Regions from separate parts of the Sus scrofa genome. Here region 1 is linked to region 2. The links are chromatin contacts, called in public HiChIP or PLAC-seq maps. All regions are on one chromosome and are shown on one strand. Each heading gives the region's core, a stretch centred on a gene start, on an enhancer-like site or on the middle of the called end of the contact. The rest is flanking DNA. Distances are from core to core; before and after follow the strand shown.

The links. HiChIP or PLAC-seq counts read pairs in DNA pulled down with a chosen protein or histone mark.
Region 1: a contact with region 2 is called in an H3K27ac HiChIP or PLAC-seq map of alveolar macrophages. The contact joins the promoter of GSTO1 here to the promoter of STN1 in region 2. A contact is called at or near these places in 1 of 5 promoter capture datasets (fetal liver), 1 of 47 Hi-C or Micro-C datasets (heart right ventricle) and 1 of 2 datasets of contacts at active chromatin or transcription factors (alveolar macrophages).

Annotation. Positions count from the first base shown.
Region 1 is chr14:115,203,683-115,207,837 of Sscrofa11.1, reverse strand. It overlaps GSTO1 (glutathione S-transferase omega 1), which reads right to left and starts at 1,404. Exons shown (of 6, transcript NM_214050.2): 1 at 1,299-1,404; 2 at 973-1,081. The coding sequence starts at 1,332.
Region 2 is chr14:114,848,109-114,852,561 of Sscrofa11.1, reverse strand. It overlaps STN1 (STN1, CST complex subunit), which reads left to right and starts at 1,674. Exons shown (of 10, transcript NM_001243685.1): 1 at 1,674-1,794; 2 at 2,108-2,281. The coding sequence starts at 2,149.

The sequences.
Region 1 (4,155 bases), core at 155-2,654, 360 kb before region 2:
ACCTACATCACAGCTCACAGCAATGCTGGTTCCTTAACCCACTGAGTGAGGCGAGGCATCGAACCCACAACCCCATGGTTCCTAGTCGGATTCGTTTCCCCTGCACCATGAAGGGAACTCCTCATCTTATGTTTCTTTTAGGGAAAAGAATTGCTTGCCTAATTCTCCACCTAGAAAACTAAAATTAATTTACGAACTCTAAGCACATAAATGGAAATTTTCTTAAGAATAGGGGCTGGTTTTAAACCTCCACATCTAATGTCTGTTCAACAGATTCCAAAAGTCATTGGAAGAGAGGTAGTGACAATGGATATTTAACAGAGAAAACTGAAGTGACTTGCATATTTCCTGCAGATAACCCATTTGTCATCACCATACAGGTTTCAATGACTCTTCCCCAAAGTCTGAATTTTTAGGCATAGACACTTCCTGTGACTCAGCAAACAATCCAACCTTTAGAAATATACAAAGTACAGTTATGTCAGCACTCTGCCAGGAGGAAGGTCAAGGTCTGGACTCTGGACTGGGGTGAATCAACAATTCAGGAAGGGATCTTATCTTCAGAATAACAGGAAAGGATATCAAATAAGCCAGATAAGAATGGAGAAATGGCGTGAAAGGGAAAAGACAGTGCACCAGGAATCGGGAATCTACCAGAGCTAAAAGAGCCTCACCTGAATACCAGTCGAGTGATCCCAGCCTATCACTAACTTTACTGAAGCTTCAGCTTTCTGGATCCATTAAATTGTTAATCTAAATGCGGTGTTCTAGACTGGTGGAGTCTGTAGCATTCCCACTGCCCTCGGAGGAAAGGATTAGGTTCATAGCTTTACATGTCCTCCCAAAAGTTTGAGAATAATTTATTTTGCAGTAAAAGAAGCTATGGGGACCCTGTCTGAGATTCCCACTCGCGCCGCTTGCAGCAGCTGGTTCTTGGCCTGAGAGGAGAGCTGCTGCTGCCTTGGTTCTCACCGGATTCCCTTGGCATTCAGGACCAGGAGAGTCCTCTGGGCGAAAGGACAGAATCTCATGCTGTAGACACGGATCAGGCCCTCGGGGACCGGCCCCGGGGGCGCACTTCCTGTTGGGAAGAAGGGGAGGCAGTTACAGCCCAGAGAGTATCTGGGACCCGTGGCCTCCCGCAGACCCCGGGCCTGGCCCTAGCTCGCTGAGGCCAGGGCCGATTCTCCCAGGTGGGGGCCCCCCTATGGCTGGCTCAGCTCCAGAGCAGCGGCTCCCGGACACGTGGCCGAGGGTCGCTCAGATTTTTCCCGCAGATCGTGGTGGGCCGGCCTTACCCTTCCCCAGGCTTCTGGCTGATCCTCCAGACATCTTGGCGCAGCAGGGGTTGAGCTCTCTTCCTGAGTTGCCCAGCGATTCAGGAAGTCGGTCGCCACTCTCTCCCTCCCTATCTCTTCCAGAAGTGCCCTCCCGAAAGGCCACTTCTGGGCTCACTTGCTCTTCAGGGAGGTGTGCCCAGGACCTCGCGCTCCGCCCACGCTGGAAGCAAACAGGCGCGCAGGAGCCCAGTGGCGGCCCGACCAGCACACAGGCACTTTCTCACCCAGCGCTTAAAGGAAGGCGCCGCCCTCAACCCGGGCGCCTGGAGGCGAATTGCGGCCGGCGGAGATGCCCGCCTGGAGCAATTCCACCCAGGGCTGGCCTTCCTGGTTTAGTGAGAGCGAGGCTTAAAACACCGCAGGTGGCTGTTATGCCACAGTTCATCATGCTGGCCATGAGGTGCACGCACTCCGAGATGCACAATAGAAGATCTAAATCCTCAAGAGCCTTTTCTGACCCCGAGCGATGGTGGTCTCCGGTCCACCCTGCTGGGGTCCGCGCCTGACCCTGACTCTGACTCTGATCTCCCTCAGCCAGTGCCCAGGCCGCAGGGAGGTGCTCCCTGGCAGCCCTCACATTACTCCGACCTGGTCGCTGCTCTCCCTCTGCCCCGAGGCCTCCCTGACTTTAGGGCCTGTGGCCCCAGACCCAGTGCACACCCAGGATTCCAGAATATGTTCTCTAGAGTTTCCTTTTTCCAGGACCTGAGACCAGGTCGCCCAGCCACCTGGAGAGCCTTTTCCTTTTTCTGTTGGTACTAGCCTAATATAACTACTGGGAAGGCTGCTGTCTCTCCTCTCACCCTGTCACCTTTTACTGAAATCTCTGCTGCCTCTGTGCACTGATGCCAAATAAAAATATGAAGACAGAGTTTTGGAGGAAATAGAAAGAGTAGCTTTATGTATTTGCCAGGCAAAGAGGGAACACAGTAGGTCATTGTCACAGACTGTGTTCCCCATCCTTGGGAAAAGGAAGAAGTCCTACAGTCAGGGCTCATTGTCTAGGGATAGGTGATTGAGATCAAAGCTGTGTCAGCCTCGCATCCTTTTTCCTCCTACAAAACATCCAGTCACAGCTCGCATCAGGTAGATCAGTAACTGGTTCTGCTCTCTCTGCGGTTATCAGCCTGAGACTTTCTTCTCTGAAATGAAGAATACTACAAGGGAGAGTGAGGAGAAAGGAATGCCAGGTGCTGGAAATAATTCAGAGAGTGATTAAGGAACTAGCTCTGTGAGGGACAAATCTAGTTACATGAACTCAAGATTAGCGATAGCTAAAAACAGTTAAAATTAGGGCTGCTTAACACTTTAAGGCCTGTTTTTGCTGTTCCCACAGCCATTTACTTTGTTTTTCCTTTTTATTAGCAGGGAAAAGAATGTCCCATTATTCTTTTCTACAGTAAGAGCCTCATACAGTCTTGCTCCATTACACTTTTAATTTTCACCCAAAGAAAACAGCCCATATCTGGATATTGCTAACCTCAGAAAGATGGTCTGCTTTCAAAATTTAAATATGGAGAAATTGAAGCCCAAATAGACTCAGAGTTAGGCAGGTGGGTTAGTGAATTTAGTCCACAAGTCTATGAATAACGTCTGGCCAGAACCACTGCTTTATTAGCTCCTCTTAATTTAGAGGTTGGGAAAGAGGGGATTCTACGGTACATGGTACAGATACTGGAAAAGGGTAGTCAATGTTTTGTTTGTCCAAATATATTTTCAAGCTAGTAACTCCTGTGCCATTTATTGAGGGCAAGTGGTGGTGGGGGAGCTGGGTAGTATTTTTATTTTGATAAGTTCTGTCTTGTGAGAGGCAGAGTGAGGTGATAAACAAACCCATCTCAGAGCCTTCCTGCCTGGGTTTGATCCTAACTCCACCCTTGTATTAGTTTGCTAGGGCTGCTATGTCATAGTGCCACAAACTGAGTGGCTTAAACAAAGGAAATTTATTCTCACAGCTCTGAAGGCTGGAAGTCTAAGATCAAGGTGTCAGCAGGGTTGGTACCTTTTCAAGACTGTGAGAGAGAATATGTTCCATGCCTCTCATCTAGAGTCTGGCAGTTTGCTGGCAATCTCTGGGACTCCTTGAAGCATAGAAGCCTTATCTCTGCTTCATCTTCATATGTCTTCCCCTGTGAGCATGTTCCTGTGCAAATGTCTCTTCTTTATAAAAGTACCTGTCATATCAGATTGGTGCCCATCCATATTAATTAACTAATTACAACTGCACTGCAATGAACCTATTTTCAAATAAGATCACATTTTGAGGTGCTGGGGATATAGAGCTTCAACATATGAATCTATGAATTCATAATTCAACATATGAATTTATTATAAAACCATATGAATTACAGTAGCCCCTTAGTAATGTGTGAATGTGGGCAAGTTCTATCTGTATTTCAATCTCCTCATTTGTAAAATGGAGCGGTGAAAACTTAATACCTCTCTTATAGAGACTGAAGAAAGATTAAATTAGTTAATAAATAGAAAACAGGAGTTCCCCTCTTGGCTCAGTGGTTAATGAACTCGACTAGTATCCATGAAGACTTGGGTTTGATCCCTGGCCTTGCTCAGAGGATTAAGGATCTGGCATTGCTGTGGTGTAGGTCACAGACGCGGCTCAGATATCGCATTGCTGTGGCTGTGGTGTCAGTCGGCAGCTGTAGCTTCGATTCGCCTGGAAAACTTCATATGCCACAGGTGCAGCCCTAAAAAGACAAAAGACTAAAACAAACAAACAAACAAAAAAAAACACATTCTTAGCACAGAATGAGTGGTAAATAAATGTTATTATTATAGATACTAAATTAAAAAATAG
Region 2 (4,453 bases), core at 425-2,924:
AATGATGACTTCCTTGGCAGGGTGGAAGGCAGTCTGCCCTGTTCACCGCAAATGGGGTGTGGCCCTCCCCAAGGCCAGCCGTAAGCTTGGAGTCCCCAAGAGCCCTTGTTTCTAGTACTCTACATTTGAGAGTCATAAGAGTCATTCCTGAAATCTTCTCAGGCTTTTCATACATGCAATAGTGATTTTCTTCTTGAGTTGTAGCCTAAAGCAGATGTGTGCAGTAAGAAAAATGTCATCCAACCTGTCTCTCCCCATCTCACAAGTCAGCTGGAAGCACCTGTCCTACGGGTGCTTCCTTGAAAAGAACCTCCCCCTTTCAGAAAGGTGTGTTCTTTTAATTAAATCTTAAACTCCATGGACCCAACCATTCACTGTGGTAGTGTCTGGGCAATGCTATACTTTACCAAGGACTTTGTTTTTCAGCTTCTTCAGTAACCAGGGATGTAATTAAATGCCATCGTTCTAAATGACACACATTTTCCATCCGGCTGCTTCAAGTTCCTTCTCTGCTAAATAGTTTAGCAATTTTTTCTTTGGCCACCACTTAACTCCCCTGGGAATCTCCTGCCAAGCGAGACCTGTACTTCTGCCATTTTACAAAGTTCCTGTAAATTAGGAAGAACTCCTGCCATCTCAAGTAATGTCATGATGTGGCTTATTCATTTATTTATGAGAGTGTACCATGGCTATTTCTTCTCACTTTAAGTTAGGACTACTGGGGACAAGCACCATCAAGGTGGCCATAGCTTACCAAAATGCCAGTTTTCAAAATTCTTAGATGTTCAACATTCTGGAGTACACACAGAATAAAAGGGAAGGAGACAAACTTTGCCATGATCTTGCAAAGAAGACTACTCTCGAGTAGAGTCAAGACCTCACATTCACTCAAGGACTCAAATTTAGGCAGTGACATTATCTAAAGTGAGACTGTAGAGTCCCAGAAAGTGCGTGTATTGGTAGATCATTTATTAAGTGTAAATAAACACCTAAAATATGCCACAATGTAACCCTGCTTTTGGTGTTGCTTTTTTCTTCAATTAATAGATCGGGAACCATTCCCACCTCTCCAAAGTCAAGGCTCAGGGTCTCACCACTAGGGGAATGGGGTGAAGGGAGGAGTTGGAAAGTGGGGTTTGGGCAGCAGGAATTTCAGGGCCAGCTCCCAGGGCCCGGAGACTTTGGCTCTGCGCTCCCGTGGAGGCTCGTGGCGGGCGCAACTAGAGACAAACGGAGCCCGCACAGCCCGGCCTACAGCCCCGCTCGGCTGCCACCTGGAAAAGGGTATCGGCAGAGGCCAAGGAGGGATGCACAAAGGGTGCGGTCATGACGAAGAGGGGCGGGGCGTCGTTGGGGTGGGCGGAGCCGCAGGCGGTCCGAAGGGAAGGCAGGGGCGGGAACACAGGGGTTAGTCCCGCGCGCGGGGCGAAGTTGGGCCCCACCCCCCACGCCGGACCGCACGCCGGGAGGGCCAGCGGGGGCCCGGGCCGTGCGCTCCAGCTCTGGGCGGGGCCGGCGGCACGGCCTCCAGACCGTGAGCGCCGGCGGCCTCCTAGCGCCGGAAAGCCGGGCCTGCGCGCTCGGGAGACCTGCGGGCTAGCGGCGCGGGCGTGACGGGCGGGGCAACTAGCGGGTCTGCTTTTCGTTTCCTTTTCCTCCTTCTCGCAGTCTCATCCCGGGCACCGGAAGGTGCAGGGGCAGAGCCTCGGACAGACCCACCCTCTCTGCCCCTCTTGTGTCTGGCCGCGAGGGCGCCCATTCCTCTTTGGACCCACCCATTAAATCGGTTTCAGGGTACGCCTGTATGGCTCTCTCTCCCCAAAGTGAAAGTTGGTGTTTAACCGTTTCAAAATTGGTACTTTTTGGAGAAGGAGAAACACTCCCGTGGGGCAGAAATTCCTGGGGAAGAGCTTCAGGAACTCACAGGTCCTCAGGCAAAGAACGCCTCTTTCCTCAGGCCCTTGGTGCGTACAGTTTGACGGGCCTTGGGCCCCTGGGTTTACTCCTCCCAGACTTCTGGATTCCTGCGCAGAGATCAGATTAGAGGCTGTGCCAGATTCATCCACTTTAACTGCTTTGCGTCCTGATTTTTGTGTCTCCCATCTAGATCTTCGACTCTGGGTTGGCTGGAGGCCTCCTGATGCAGTGATGCAGTCTGAATCCAGCCGGTGTGAAGAGGAACCGCCTTCCCTTTTGTGGGGTTTGGATCCAGTGTTTCTAGCCTTTGCCAAACTCTACATTAGGGATATCCTGGACTTGAAAGAGTCCCGCCAGGTGCCAGGTATGTGGCTGGTCGGCCTGGTGACTCTCTGTGCTGCATCTGCATTCCACCGTTTCCCAAAGCTGCAGAAATCTGGGGCTTAGAGGCTTAGGAGAGAGAGCCCATACAGCTGCAGGCTTTGAAGCTGATCTAACCTGGATCCTCAAAGGAGTTCATTTCTAAGCAAGTTCAAAACAGTCTAAATTTTTTTTTTTTTTTTTTTTGAGGCCGCACCTGTGGCATATGGAAGTTTCCAGGCTAAGGGTTGAATCAGAGATACAGCTGTTGGCCTACACCACAGCCACAGTAACACGGGATCTGAGCCAAGTCTGCAACCTACACCACAGCTCAGGACAATGCCGGATCCTTAACCCACTGAGGGAGGCCAGAGATCGAACCTGCATCCCCATGGATCTTAGGTTCGTTAACTGCTGAGCCAAGAAGGGAACTCCTAAATCTTTTTTATTTTTATTTTTTAAATAGATGCTTGGAGGAGTAACCTTTATATGAGGCATGTTTTTACCTGGGTTTGAGGTCTGTCATATTTTAAAAAGCTTGGTTGTTTTTCTGAGGGTCTGCTCATGGTAGAAATATCAGGCCTTGCTCCCTTTCCTAACTGTGGCCACTTTCCTGGTCTGGGGATGTGACTCACTGGTAAAGTTAGGCATCTTCTTTGTAAAATGAGGATTAACCATACCTGATTTTCTTGTGGGGTTTGGTTTTGTTTTGAATAGAAGAGAATCAATATAAACTCCCTGAGAAGAGGAGCCTTGTTCACCTCTGTAATCTGTGGCTTAACAGTGCCTGGCATATGGTGAGTTCTCAAGAAATAGTAACTGGAGCAACACAGTATACATATAAACTCAAATCATTTTTTTTATTAGAGTTATGGTCATACCCCCAAATATAACGAATACAGTTTGGGGTAGGTTTAAATAATTCACATTGCTGTGAATTGCAGTAAACATCTTCATATGTTTACTGTGCTACATGAGAAGTTTGGTGAAACTCTCTTTGCTATTTTGAATGACTAGCAGGCTCTGAGTCAGAAGTAGTTAAGAATCTCAAATATGCACCATTTTAATGAGACCCCATTTTGTGTATTTTCCCGTTGTATGTACAAATGTATTTGCATGACCTTATACTAAAGCCTTTTGTACAGATTTTTCACCACACCTTTATTTTCTAATTATTGTTGGAAATGATCTGGTTTTTTTTCCTTGGAAGGCAGCCATCTTCCCCCGTAGTTGTCTGTTTTCCAGAACAATCTGGTATTCCTTATAGCTCATCTCCTTGGGAAGAAATTAATTCTCACCAAATGCCAGCCTTGCTTAAAGCTCTTCTGTAGGTGCTCAAGGAAATATCAGGGGCGTAATAAGGGCTTAACTCCTCCTGGGGTGATGGCCTTTATAATGTATTAACAACTAATCAAGGAAAACTGCTCGCAGTGATCTTGGTTATGTCACTGGCAGTAATGTTTCAGTTGCAGTTTTTAAAATGAAACTGTTATAGTTCCCTGGTAGTGCAGTTGATTAAAGATCTGGCATTGTCACTGCTGTGGCTCCGGCCACTACTATGGCATGGGTTCACTTCCTGGCCCTGGAATTTCTACATGCTGTGGGTGTGGCCAAAAAAGCCCTCAAATCACAACCAAAAAGGGGTTCCCGTCGTGGCGCAGCAGTTAACGAATCCAACTAGGAACCATGAGGTTGCGGGTTCGATCCCTGCCCTTGCTCAGTGGGTTAAAGATCCGGTGTTGCCGTGAGCTGTGGTGTAGGTTGCAGACGCGGCTCGGATCCCACGTTGCTGTGGCTCTGGCGTAGGCTGGTGGCTACAGCTCCGATTCGACCCCTAGCCTGGGAACCTCCATATGCCAAGGGAGCGGCCCAAGAAATGGCAAAAAGACACAACAAAAAAAAAACAAAAAAACCACAACCAAAAAGAAGCAAAAGCTATGTTAAAGCAGCTGAAAATAAAATGGAAGGAAACCAGAGTTCCTGTCGTGGCACAGTGGTTAATGAATCCGACTAGGAACCATGAGGTTGCGGGTTTGATCCCTGGCCTTGCTCAGTGGGTTAAGGATCCAGCGTTGCCGTGAGCTGTGGTGTAGGTTGCAGACGCAGCTCGGATCTGGTGTTGCTGTGGCTGTGGTGTAGGCCGGTGGCTACAGCTCCAATTAGACCCCTAGCCTGG